Linked DNA regions of Sus scrofa: all the other regions are linked to region 2. The links are chromatin contacts, called in public HiChIP or PLAC-seq maps. All regions are on one chromosome and are shown on one strand. Each heading gives the region's core, a stretch centred on a gene start, on an enhancer-like site or on the middle of the called end of the contact. The rest is flanking DNA. Distances are from core to core; before and after follow the strand shown. Region 1 holds the start of ZNF768 (zinc finger protein 768). Region 2 holds the start of ITGAL (integrin subunit alpha L). Region 3 holds the start of DCTPP1 (dCTP pyrophosphatase 1).

Evidence for each region. HiChIP or PLAC-seq counts read pairs in DNA pulled down with a chosen protein or histone mark.
Region 1: an H3K27ac HiChIP or PLAC-seq map of alveolar macrophages shows a contact between it and region 2. The contact joins the promoter of ZNF768 here to the promoter of ITGAL in region 2. A contact is called at or near these places in 1 of 5 promoter capture datasets (fetal liver), 2 of 47 Hi-C or Micro-C datasets (embryonic fibroblasts and epiblast stem cells) and 1 of 2 datasets of contacts at active chromatin or transcription factors (alveolar macrophages).
Region 3: a contact with region 2 is called in an H3K27ac HiChIP or PLAC-seq map of alveolar macrophages. The contact joins the promoter of DCTPP1 here to the promoter of ITGAL in region 2. A contact is called at or near these places in 2 of 47 Hi-C or Micro-C datasets (embryonic fibroblasts and liver) and 1 of 2 datasets of contacts at active chromatin or transcription factors (alveolar macrophages).

What each region holds. Positions count from the first base shown.
Region 1 is chr3:17,809,614-17,813,667 of Sscrofa11.1, reverse strand. ZNF768 (zinc finger protein 768) reads right to left here and starts at 2,334. Exons shown (of 2, transcript XM_005653012.3): 1 at 1,700-2,334; 2 at 1-1,413. The coding sequence starts at 1,787. LOC102158302 (a long non-coding RNA gene) reads left to right here and starts at 2,683. Exons shown (of 2, transcript XR_002342367.1): 1 at 2,683-3,330; 2 at 3,632-3,816.
Region 2 is chr3:17,855,991-17,860,153 of Sscrofa11.1, reverse strand. ITGAL (integrin subunit alpha L) reads left to right here and starts at 2,261. Exons shown (of 31, transcript NM_001044608.1): 1 at 2,261-2,344; 2 at 3,463-3,565. The coding sequence starts at 2,290.
Region 3 is chr3:17,894,631-17,898,390 of Sscrofa11.1, reverse strand. DCTPP1 (dCTP pyrophosphatase 1) reads right to left here and starts at 1,965. Exons shown (of 3, transcript XM_003354540.4): 1 at 1,797-1,965; 2 at 986-1,096. The coding sequence starts at 1,894.

The sequences.
Region 1 (4,054 bases), core at 1,085-3,584, 47 kb after region 2:
TGTGGGAGCGCTGGTGCTGAATCAGCGTGGAGGAGCGATTGAAGGTCTTGCCGCAGTCGGGGCAGCTGTAGGTGCGGCCCGGCAGGTGGGTGCGGGCGTGGATGGCCAGCACCGAGCTCTGGCCGAAGCGCTTGCCGCACTCGGGGCACTTGAAGGGCTTCTCGCGGGCATGGCTGCGGGCGTGGGGGATAAGTGCTGAGCGCTGGGAGAAGCTCTTGCCACAGATGCCACAGCTGAAGGGCCTCTGCCCGGTGTGCACCCTCTGGTGACTACGCAGGGATGAGTTCTGACTGTAGCACTTGCCACACTCGGGGCAGCTGTAGGGCCGCTCGTGGCTGTGGGTGCGCTGGTGCCGCAGGAGGTAGGAGCTGTCGCCGAAGGCCTTGCCGCAGTGCGGGCACTTGTAGGGCTTCTGACCAGAGTGGGTGCGCTGGTGGCGAAGCAGGTAAGAGCTGTCAGCGAAGGCCTTGCCGCAACGGGGACACTTGTAGGGCCGCTCGCCCGTGTGGGTGCGCTGGTGTTTGATGAGGTCAGAGCTCTGGGAGAAGGCCTTGCTGCAGACCTCGCATTTATAGGGCTTCTCGCCCGTGTGGATGCGCTGGTGCTGGATCAGGGTGGAGCCCCGCCCGAAGCTCTTCCCGCAGATGCCGCAGATGTTAGGCCGCGGGCCCTGCCCACCCCTGGCCCGGCCACCCCGTCGGCCGGGACCACGAAGGGTCCCCGTCAGGCCCAGGGGATTCTGGAGCATCTCAAACTGGGGTGGAGCCAGCAGGGCCCCTGTGGGCATCTCAAAAGGGGGCCCTAGCGGCAAGCCCCCGGTGGGCTGCTCCTCAAAGCCCTGGGTGAAGGAGTCCAAGGGGTGGACTCCCAAGGGGATGCTCAAGGGATTCTTTTCCTCAGAATTCAGAAGCATGTCTGCGCCTTCCTGGAACTTGGAACTCTGCGCTTCAAATTCAGGGCTTTGGGTTTTGAACTCTGGATTCTGGGGTTCATACCCCGGGCTCTGGGATTCATATCTGGAGCTTTGAGATTCATATCCAGGGCTCCCAGGTTCATACCCAGGGCTCTTGGGTTCATACCCAGGGCTCCGGGGTTCATATCCAGGGCTCTTGGGTTCATACCCAGGGCTCTTGGGTTCGTACCCAGGGCTTTGGGATTCAAAGTCGGGGCTCTGAGAATCTGATTCAGGGCTTCTGGGCGCAAATTCAGGGCTTGGGGGCACAAACCCAGGGCTTCGGGACTCAAAACCTGGGCTTTCAGGCTCAAACCTGGGGCTTTGGGGTTCAAACTCTGGGCTTTGTGACCCAAACCCAGGGCTCTGGGGTTCAAGCCCAAAGGGTATCTCTTCGACCTCATAGTCCCCAGTGCCTTCTTGCTGAGAAATTTCCTCTTCCTCATTCTCACTCATGTTGCCTGCAGGATCAGAAAATTACAGAAAACCCAGATTGTGTGGGGCATGGAAGGTCTCTGGGTCCCACCACTAGTTGCCACAAGCCTTTTTCTCCTCCTCAAGCAGGGTCGCTGGCCCTCGAGCAAGTGCTGAAATTCCCACCACCCCCTCAGCAAATCCAGGACACCAGGTCCCCGCCCCCCGCCTCCTCCAGGTCCCAGGTGTCCAAGCCCCCGGCTCTTTTCCCCTCCCTGCAGCCCCCTCTCCCGCTCCCAGGCACGCTCCTCGGAGGGGCGCTCCCTCCCTCACCTTTGAGGGACCCTTCGGGGCTCCCCATTTCGTCACGACTTTGCACATCCTGGGGCTCGAGGCCCCATGGCGACGCCTCCCGTTCCATCCCCGCCGGCTCCCAGTGCGGCGGTGGCGGCGGCGATGGCGGACGATCCTGCGACCCGGGTCTGAGTGCCCTGAGACCCAGGCCCTCGCCGCCCGCCCGCTCAGCGCCGCCCAGGGGACCTGGCTGCCCAGCGTCGGCCCCAGAGGCCGGACGTCTTGACCCTGGGCCTCTCCGGCCGGCCGGGCCCCTCCCCTACCCGCGGCCCCGCCCCCACCCACAAGGACTCGGCTTGCCCTGGGGTCTCCTCAGGCCCTCGTGCGTTGTGGCCTCGGAGGTGAGGGGCTTCGCGACTCGCCTTGCCGCCCCGGGATACCGCTCCCCGCCCGAGACCCCGCCGTCTGGCCCCCCAGCCCGGGCAGGGCTGCGGCTGGCCGACCCCCTCCCCTCCGCACAGGAAGTGTCCGTCCGCGGCCAGTTTCCCCCGCTGGCTAGCGCCGCGGCCTCTCTAGGAGCGGCTGGAGGTGGAAACTCGTTGGCATTAACCCTGGGCTGGATGGCCCGGGCGTCGAGGTAGGGGAGGACGGGGCGCCCTGCAGGCGCCAGGAAAGGCTGGGGCAGTTTGTGTGCCTATGTGCTAGGTCTCCGTCCGCCTGAGGGCCTATCTGTCCGTATTCCGGGCCCTGCGTCCCTCAGTGCCTGTGGCCAAGGGCGAGGCAACTAGCGAGACCAAGGTCAGCGAGAAGGAGCGACGCTTCCCGGCGCCAGCGGGGGCGGCGTCTAGCTCCCCTCCCCTCCCCGGCCTTGGGGTCAGCTCTGGCCGCGCCTCGGGAAACTGGATAGACGCCCCCCAACTTAGGCTCATCGAGTCTCCCGAGTCTGGGAACCCCTCCTCGAACTGTACACCCCCACCCCATGCGCGCCCTCCCCGACTCCTCCCGGCCCCCTACTCTCTCTGCTCCTCCTAATCGCCACCCTTCCCCCCTCGGTGAGGGCTAGGACCGTTGCCAAGGAAACAACCCCGCCTCCGTTTCCAGAGACACCGCCCCTACCTCTCAGCGAGCTCCGCGATTGGCCGGTGGAGCTCGTGCTCTCACCATCCCGCCCCCTCCCACTACACCAACTGCTAGGAGTTAATGGTCGCCAGGGAACGCGAGGCAGTTTTCTTATTGGTTGCGGGGTGCGCAGGCCGGTTCCACCTCCCCGGTGCTCCAGAAATGCCTGCGGGAGGAGTAGGAGGGAGGTCCCTGGCGTCTCCCTTCTAGACCGGCCTGTGCTTTCAGATCTTTTCCCGCCCCCGTTTACGCCTCATTAAGTTTTATCTTTCCGAAGACCGAAAGCCGAGGGATCTGAGGACAGACACCCTTCCTCCCCGGCCTCTGCCCACACTCTGCTTCCTAGCACCTTCCTTCTCCCCACAGGTTCCAGGTGCTGATGGGGCCCATCGGAGGGATACTGCCAAAGAGAGAAGGCTGCTTCCTTTTCTGTTACCCTGCCTCTCCCCTCCACCTTCCCTGAGTTTAACGCCATATCTGGAGTCTTAATCTCTGGTTCCTGGCTTTTCTCACAGAGAGGCAAGGATCTTTGGGAATCCCTTCAGGTGAAGGTAATAGAGTTCAGGAAGGGAAGTGGACCAAGAGAGAATCATGTGGCCTTTAAGACAGCCTTTAAGACTTTGCAGGCCTGTCCGACTTGCATAGAGGCTTGTAGAGGAAGAGAACCTGAGAAGCACTGCCGTAGGTGCAGTTTTGAATCAAGGAAAAAAATGACCCTGGAAAGAGAACTTAAGAGGATCCAACCCTTGCTACTGAAATTAGTTGGCAGTGTTCCTGACAATGAATGAGCCAGATTCTTCCTATGGGGATGATGCAAGAACTATAGAGTGTGTTTTCTCGTTGCCTTCCCAGACAAAGGAAGGGAAGAAACTGGTTAGGAGGAAACATGGCGTCTTCTATTCTTCTAAAAAGAGATGAGAACAAGAATTTGGAGAATCCCAAGTGGTGAAACGCTGGAGAGAAGCCATCTCAGTAAAGGCTTACAATCACAGACAGGTGTCTTCCTACAAATAAAGTGAGTACTTCTCTGCCCTCCAGAACAGCTTATAGCTCCATGCCTTTCTCCCATCCCAATGTCTGTCTTTGCAGAGAATGACCCACAGAGCCCAGCGCTAGAGAGCCTACATGGGCAGAACACCCTACAGGTACCCTGAGTATGGGCAAAGCTGGACCTGATCACCTCCTGGTCATTCCCAAAGCACAGATGAGAGACAAGCCTTTTGCTTTGCTGCTGCTTCTTTTTTTTCCTTTGGCTTTTTAGGGCCACACCTGCAG
Region 2 (4,163 bases), core at 1,012-3,511:
AATTGGCCTTACTGGACATTTCACTTAAATGCAATCAGACAATATGTGACCTTTTGTGCATGGCTGCTGCTTCTTTCTTTCTTTTTCTTTCTTTTCTTTTTTTTTTTTTTAATCAGAGAAATGCTTATATTTTTAAATATTTGTGTTTCTTCACTCTATCCCCAAAAGTGATACTATCAGAGTTCCCGTCGTGGCTCAGTGGTTAACGAATCGGATTAGGAACCATGAGGTTGCCGGTTCGATCCCTGGCCCCGATGGGATTAAGGATCTGGCGTTTGGTTAAGGATCTGGCGTTGCCATGAGCTGTGGGTTAAGGATCTGGTGTTACCATGAGCTGTGGTGCAGGTCAAAGATGCGGCTCGGATCCTGCGTGGCTGTGGCTGTGGCATAGGCTGGCGGCTACAGCTCCGATTGGACCCCTAGCCTAGGGATCCTCCATATGCTGCAGGTGCAGCCCTAGAAAAGACAAAAAGATTTAAAAAAACAAAAGTGATACTATCAAACAAGAATCGAAAAATATTCACATTTGGTGCCTAGCTTCTTTCACTTAGCACGTTTTCAAAGTTTGCCCACATTATAGCAAGAACTACGCTCTTTTTCATGGATGAATAACACCCACTGTATGAATATACCTTACTTTGTTTATTCATTCATCACTTGGTGAACATTTGCACTGTTTCCAGTTTTTGGCTAATATGAATAATGCCGTTAGGAACATTTGCGTATAAGTTTTCTCGTGAACACATGCTTTCAATTCCTTGGGGTCTACACCTAGGAATTGCTAGGTCACATGGAAACTCTATTTTAACTTTTTTGAGAAACTGTTAAACTGTTTTCCACTGTAGTTGCACCGGCTTAAATTCCCACTGGCAAAATGTGAGGGTTCCAATCTCTCTACATTCTCATGAATATTTGCTTTTTTTCTTTCTTTCTTTTTTATTCTAGCCATCCTTGTGGGTGTGAAGTGATATCTTTCAGTTTTGATATGCATTTCCCTCATGACTAATAATACTGAACATTTTCAAATGCTCAGTGGCCTTTTTTTTTTTTTTTTTTCTTTCTTTTTATGGCCGGACCCATGGCACATGGAAGTTCCCAGACTGGGGTCGAATTAGAGCTGCAGCTGCCGGCCTACACCACAGCCACAGCAATGCCAGATCTGAGTCATATCTGTGACCTACACCACAGCAACGATGGCTCCTTAACCCACTGAGTGAGGCCAGGGATCAAACCTGCATCCTCATGGATACTAGTCAGGTTCGTTACCACTGAGCCGCAACAGGAATGCCAGAATGGCCATTTTATATACTGTCTTTGGAGAAATGTCTATTCAAATTCTTCACCCACTTAAAAAGCTGGGTGGTCTTGAAGTTCCCACTGTGGCTCAGTGGTTCACAAACCAGACTAGCATCTATGAGGACACAGGTTCCATCCTTGGCTCTGCTCAGTGGGTTAAGGATCCGGCGTTGCTGTGAGCTGTGGTGTAGGTTGCAGACACGGCTTGGATCTGGCATTGCTGTGGCTGCAGCTTAGGCCTACAGCTGTAGCTCTGATTCGACCCCTAGCCTGGGAACCTCCATATGCCACTGGTGCGGCCCTAAAAGGACAAAAGACAAAAGACAAAAAACCAACCAACCAAACAAACAAACAAAAAAACCTGGGTTGTGTTTTTATTGTTGAGTTACAAGAGTTCTTTATATATTCTAAATACAAGTCCCATATCAGAGCAATAACTTGCAAATCATTTATCTCCCATTCTGCGGAAATAATTTTTTGGTTTTTTTTAGCCCCGAGATGAGTTCCTAAAATACAGTGTTCTGTAACTTGTTCTTTTTCTTCATCATGGGCCTCCTTCAATGTCAGGAGAAAGCTGTCTCATTATTCCCCCCCACCACCTTCTTTCTTTCTTTCTTCATTCTTTCTGGCGACCGCATAGCTTTCCATTATAGCTGTACTAGAGTTTACTGGACTAGTCCTCTGCTGAGCTTTAATATGCTTTAAGCTCATGGGCAGATGATATGAAAATGCAAAGCAGGCACAGGAAGTGTCTCTAACCTGCTTACACTTCCTCTCTGAACCCGTGTGGTTTCACAACCCTTCATGTACAGCCCTCCCATCACCACCCACCCCAACCCAGTGTCAGCAGCCTGGTGCCTCAGTGAGAAAGTTCCATTGCAAGAGGCCCCAGGGGCTCTATCATTTCCGTCTTTCACCCTGTCTGGGTTGCCAGCAAATCCCAGGGGCCCTCTGAGACTTCGCCTGGGTATGGTCCCTCCAGAAGCTTCAAAGATGAACTCCTGCATCATCGTGATGAGGCTGCTGCTGTCCGGGCCTTTTCTCTTTGGTAGGCAAGGGAGGTGGGGAGGGGAAGGGACCTGTGCCTGTGACCAGGGAAACTGCAGGGCTTTGTGGAACCAGAGTAAATGTGCAGCTGTTCTGAGGGTAGGATGGGCCATTTCATTGGTAAAGCGAAGCACAGGAAGTCTGGAGGAAGAAGCCGGCAAAGAAAGCATGGGCAAGGTATGAAGGAAAAGACAGAGAAGGGAAAGAAAGGTGAGAATGATGAGAGATAGGGGAGAGGGCCCTTTAAAAAAGGTCAGTGGTTAATGGGTCCCTAGAGCTGGTCCAGGATCTGGTCCCTCCCAGAGAAGCATCACCTCTCTGTGCCATCTTAGGCAAAACCTTTACCCTTTCTGGGCCCCAGTTTCTCCATGTGAATAAAGGACAGGACGAGCATCTCTGATACCTAGGATGCTTGGATATTAGCCTGAGGCGTGGAAGGAAAGCAGGGCGGGAAAGGAGTTTGGGACTTTCAGATGACGCCTAGGCTCACTGAAGTGAGGGATGTCACGGGGGAATTTGAGATCTAATAGTTAACGGGAGAGGGTGGTCCATGGTCCGGTGGGGAGTGAGGGACCATTAGATGAGAGCATGGAGGAAGCGTCACAGTATCAAGGGATCTTGCACTTTCACCAGGAGGAAGTCTGAGACCAATTATCTGATTTTCAGGGTAACTGGCCCTCAGGCCTAAGGGAGAAGTGGACACATAGGAAAATGTACCCGCCTTGGGACATTCTGACTGCCTGGTTGGGGTGGGGAGCGGTGGCCTTCGCTTTGCTCCTCCACCTTCTCATTCGTCTTTCTTTGCCGAGCAAACAAACGGGAAATTGTGTGTCTTTCCCAGGCTCTGGCGCCGCCAGAGGTCTGGGTAGGAAGGCATCCCTGCTTCCATATTTGCTGGAGTCCGGGCCCTCAAGGAGCGGGCCAGGGAACGGATTCCTGCCCTGCTGTTGGGGAACCCCCGGGGAGAAGAAAGCCAGGTCCTTGCGGGTCTGGCCGCCCACTTGGGGCACGTGGGCGGCAGCCAATCAGCGCCCGGCACTCCAGGGCCGGGGGGTGGGGTTGGGGCGGGGTTGGTGGTCCCTGACCGGAAGTGGCTGACAGGCTCCTGGTCTCCCACAGCCGCCGCCTGGAGCTACAACCTGGACGTGCGGCACGTACAACACTTCTCCTTCCCACTCGCCGGCAGGCACTTTGGGTACCGTGTCCTGCAGGTTGGAAATGGGTGAGCTGCCCCCCGCAGGCCCTCCCTGCCCTGCGCCCTGGCAGTTTCTAAACAGTCCTCTGAACAGTTTCGAGGAGTCCGTGGTGGGATTTCCAAGAATCAGGAGCAGGACCATGGGGTAGTAGGATAAGGACCATCCATCGTTAAAGTGCCATAAGTGCCTAAATCCAAGAGAAATGTATCACCACCCCTAAAGTGCTTTGCTGCACTTCCAGATTCCCCATTCTCTCCCAGACTAAAGGGTGCGCTCCTTGAAGGCAGGGATTCTGTTTCTCTTTCCAGCCCCTTACCCCATCCCTAGTACAGACCACAGCCTAGCACAAAGCAGTTAGGCCATAAATGAGTTGAGTTGATGTCTAATTGAATGAACTCGTAATGTGACATTCTGAAAAATCATTCTCTGGACCTCTGTTTTTCTGGACTGTTAATAGAAAAGATCTTTAACTTTTAAGAATTGTGACATATTGGATTTTTTTTTATCTGGGATTAAGTAGGGAAAAGGTGGGGGCTGAGAGATGGGGAGTGGCTGCTTTGAGATACCTTGTGGGGGATCTGAACCCCCTTAATAGGTAGGATGTGGGTGACCAACTCCATCTCA
Region 3 (3,760 bases), core at 716-3,215, 39 kb before region 2:
TATCATCCTCTGTCTCCCCCACAGCCTCAGTGGATATACACTGAGCACCTACGCGGGCCAGTGAGCAAAACAGATACGAAATCCCGAGTTCCCGCAGTGGCTCAGCTGCTTAAGAACCCAACTAGTATCCATGAGGATGTGGGTTCGATCCCTGACCTCAGCCAGTGTGTTAAAGATCTGGCGTTGCTGTGAGCTGGGGTGTAGGTCACAGATGAAGCTCGGAGCCAGCGTTGCGGTGGATGTGGCCTAGGTCAGCAGATCCAGCTCGGATTTGACTCCTAGCCCAGGAACTTCCATATGCTGCAGGTGCAGCCCTAAAAACAAACAAACAAATGGATACAGAATCCTTGCCCTTCCTCAAGAAGGTTACACTGATGCAATCTTACATTCTCCCAGAATTTAACTTGCCCCTTCCCACTTCACCATCTTTGCAAACAGTACCCCCTGTCTGGAATGTTATGGGCAGGTCTTCTTCTTCTTTTTTTTTGTGGTCTTTTTGCCTTTTCTAGGGCCGCATCTGTGGCATATGGAGGTTCCCAGGCTAGGGGGCCAATCGGAGCTGTAGCCGCTGGCCTATACCAGAGCCACAGCAATGTGGGATCCAAGCTGCGTTTGCGACCTACACCACAGCTCACGGCAACACCGGATCCTTAATCCAGTAAGCAAAGCCAGGGATCAAACCCGCAACCTCATGGTTCCCAGTCGGTTTCGTTAACCACTGAGCCACAACGGGAGACAGGTAAAGGAAGATCGCCACCATCCCTTCTTAGACCTGGATGTCCCTTGCTGGTTTCAGACTTTTCTCTCCTAGCAGACTGGGCATCCCTAGAGGACAGGGACCCATAAGTTATCTCTGTATCTCTAGCAAACAGGCACAGCGTTTTGTTGTGAGGAGGGGGAACTGAATCCAGGGATATTTGATGGTCAAATAAACCCTCCCCTCCCCAACACACAGACTCTTCCAGAAAGCCTTTCATCTACTCACAAGAGCTCTGCCAGTTCTCCCACTTCTCCCACCAAGGCCAGGAGGAGGTTCCGAGGCTGATGGAACTGGTCCCAGTCTCGTTCAGCAGCAAACTCGGCATGGAGGCGGCGGCTGGAATAGGAGGAAGGGGTAGAAGTCCAGGTCCCAAGGTTAGGGGACTGGGGAGGAGATGCAGGGACCCAGCAGGTACCTCAGTAATATGTAATGGGGGCATGGGTATCAGAGGAGATTGTGCAACTAATTCCTTGGATGGCATGAACAAGCCATTTCTTCTTTAGGGGACTTGGTTTCCTCATCTATGAGATGTGTGTGTCCTTACACAGACCCTAAGTTATTGAAACCTAGTAATTCCCTCTTTTCCATTATTCCACTTCCTACTGCTTCTTCTGCAGTTTCCTCCACGTAGAGTATTCCAATCTCTGCATATCTAAATGTTACTGATTTTACAGAATGCAGCGCCAGGACACTTCCCCTAAGATGCCCTCCTAGATTTCCTCAAGAAAGAAACATCTCCACCTCTCAGCACTATATTTGCCCTCATCCTACCTCCTGCTCCTGGAAGGCAGGGGCAGGGCAGTAGTGGCGTCGGACTCTTAACTAGTAGGTAACAATGTTCAGGTGTGCCTTGTTAAGCCCATTTTGCAGACCAGTTGGTTAGAATGTTCGCCCGGGGTCAGCCAGCAGCGCTGGGACCCGAGCATAGCTGCTAGCCTTCCTCCCGACCACGTGGAGGGATCCTCCTCAATAGGAGCGCAATAGGAAGGAGAAAGGGGGAGATCTCCCCAGCCCAGATGGGGCAAGGACAGCTTACATGTCCTCGAGCGTGGGTTCCGAGCTGAAGCTGAAGGAGCCGGCGGCGGCAAAGCCCTCTCCCCCAGAGTCCTCATGCGTCTCCCCACTTTCGGACATGCTGACCACCGCGCTGCAGCCGGGACTGCCCCAGAGAGCCCGGGGCCAAGCTCAGAGCCCCCGCCTCCAGAGCCCATGACCAATCACAGGCGTTCGCGATTGCTTCACGGGGGCGGAGCCTAAGGAAAGACCAATTACTTCTGTGGAGTTAGCTACAGCCCGCCCCTTACCCGGACTGGAGCAACCTAAGAGAACTTCAAGCGGGCGTTCCTAGGCTCCGGCCCTCGAGTTGTTCAGGCTTGCTAAGCATCTTAAAGGTATAGGTACCAGATTCAGCTAGGGGAAGAAACAAAGGGCTGAGGGCAGGAGAGCGCAGGCGTGTCACTTCCCTTTTGGGCGCCAGATGGCGCCAAAGCGAAATGACGGGTTGGGGAGGCCGGTGGAGAGGGCCAGAAGTGAGGGGTTTAAACAAGAAAGGGGAATTTATTTATTATTTATTTTTGTCTTTTTGCTATTTCTTTGGGCCGCTCCCGCGGCATATGGAGGTTCCCAGGTTAGGGGTCGAATCGGAGCTGTAGCCGCCAGCCTACGCCAGAGCCACAGCAACGCGGGATCCGAGCCGCGTCTGTAACCTACACCACAGCTCACAGCAACGCCGGATCATTAACCCACTGAGCAAGGGCAGGGACCGAACCCGCAACCTCATGGTTCCTAGTCGGATTCGTTAATCACTGCGCCACGGCGGGAACTCCATGAAAAAAAAATTTTTAATGTTACAGTATTTAAATATTGTGAAAAGTGGGGCAACTTTAGATTGCATGCGACTTAATAGATGCAAACTATTGCATTTGGAGTGGATAAGCAATGAGATCCTGCTGTATAGCACAGGGAACTGTATCTAATCACTTGTGATAGAACGTGATGGAGAATAATGTGAGAAAAAAGAATGCGTATTTGTGTGACTGGGTCACCTGTGCAGTAGAAAATTGACAGAACACTGTAAACCAACTATAATGGAAAAAATAAAAATCATTTTAAAAAACAGATGGCATGGGCCAGGGAAGATGTGCTAATAACTGCCCTTCCCCTGCTCCATCCTTGCAGAGCCATGATGCTGTTCTGGGGTCTCCCCTCCTCTACTTGATTGACCACATAGTCCCATGACCCTGGCCATTGACCAGTTTTATGGGTGAGCATGTGGCCCAGTTCTTGACAGAAGTTAGAAGTCTGTTGGCAACTTCTGAGAAAGGTTCCTAGGACATAGGGTGTTTCCACCTTTAGATGGTTTTTTGTTTTTTGGGTGTTTTTTGTTTGTTTTTGTCTTTTTAGGGCCACACCCACAGCATATGGAGGTTCCCAGGCTAAGAGTTGAATCAAAGCTACAGCTGCTGGCCTACACCACAGCCACAGCAACGCCAGATCCAAGCCACGTCTGTGACCTACACCACAGCTCATGGCAACGCCAGATCCTTAACCCACTGAGAGAGGCTGGGGATCGAACCCGAGTCCTCAGGGATACTAGTCGGGTTCATTAACCACTGAGTCACGACAGGAACTCCCCGCCTTAGATGCTGGTATGTGAGGATCAGGTTGTGAGGACAGCTGGTCCACAAGCTGGGACTGGTAGATGGCAGGACAGAAAGGACTTGGATCTTTGGTAAAGTTACTGAGCTACTTATTTTTATAAGTTACAAGATGCCCTGATTTAGGATTCTGGTTCCATAAGATAATACATCCCTTTATTAGTCAAGCCACTTGTAGTTGGGTTTTCTGCTACTTGTCTTTGAGAAAGTGACATTTAAGCTGAACAGAAATCAAGGGGACTAGAGCTCTAGGTAGAGAGAACACCAATGCTTAAAGCCGGAAAGGCTTGGCATGTTCTAAAAACAAAAAGAATTCCAGTGTGGCAGGAATGTAGTGAGCAAG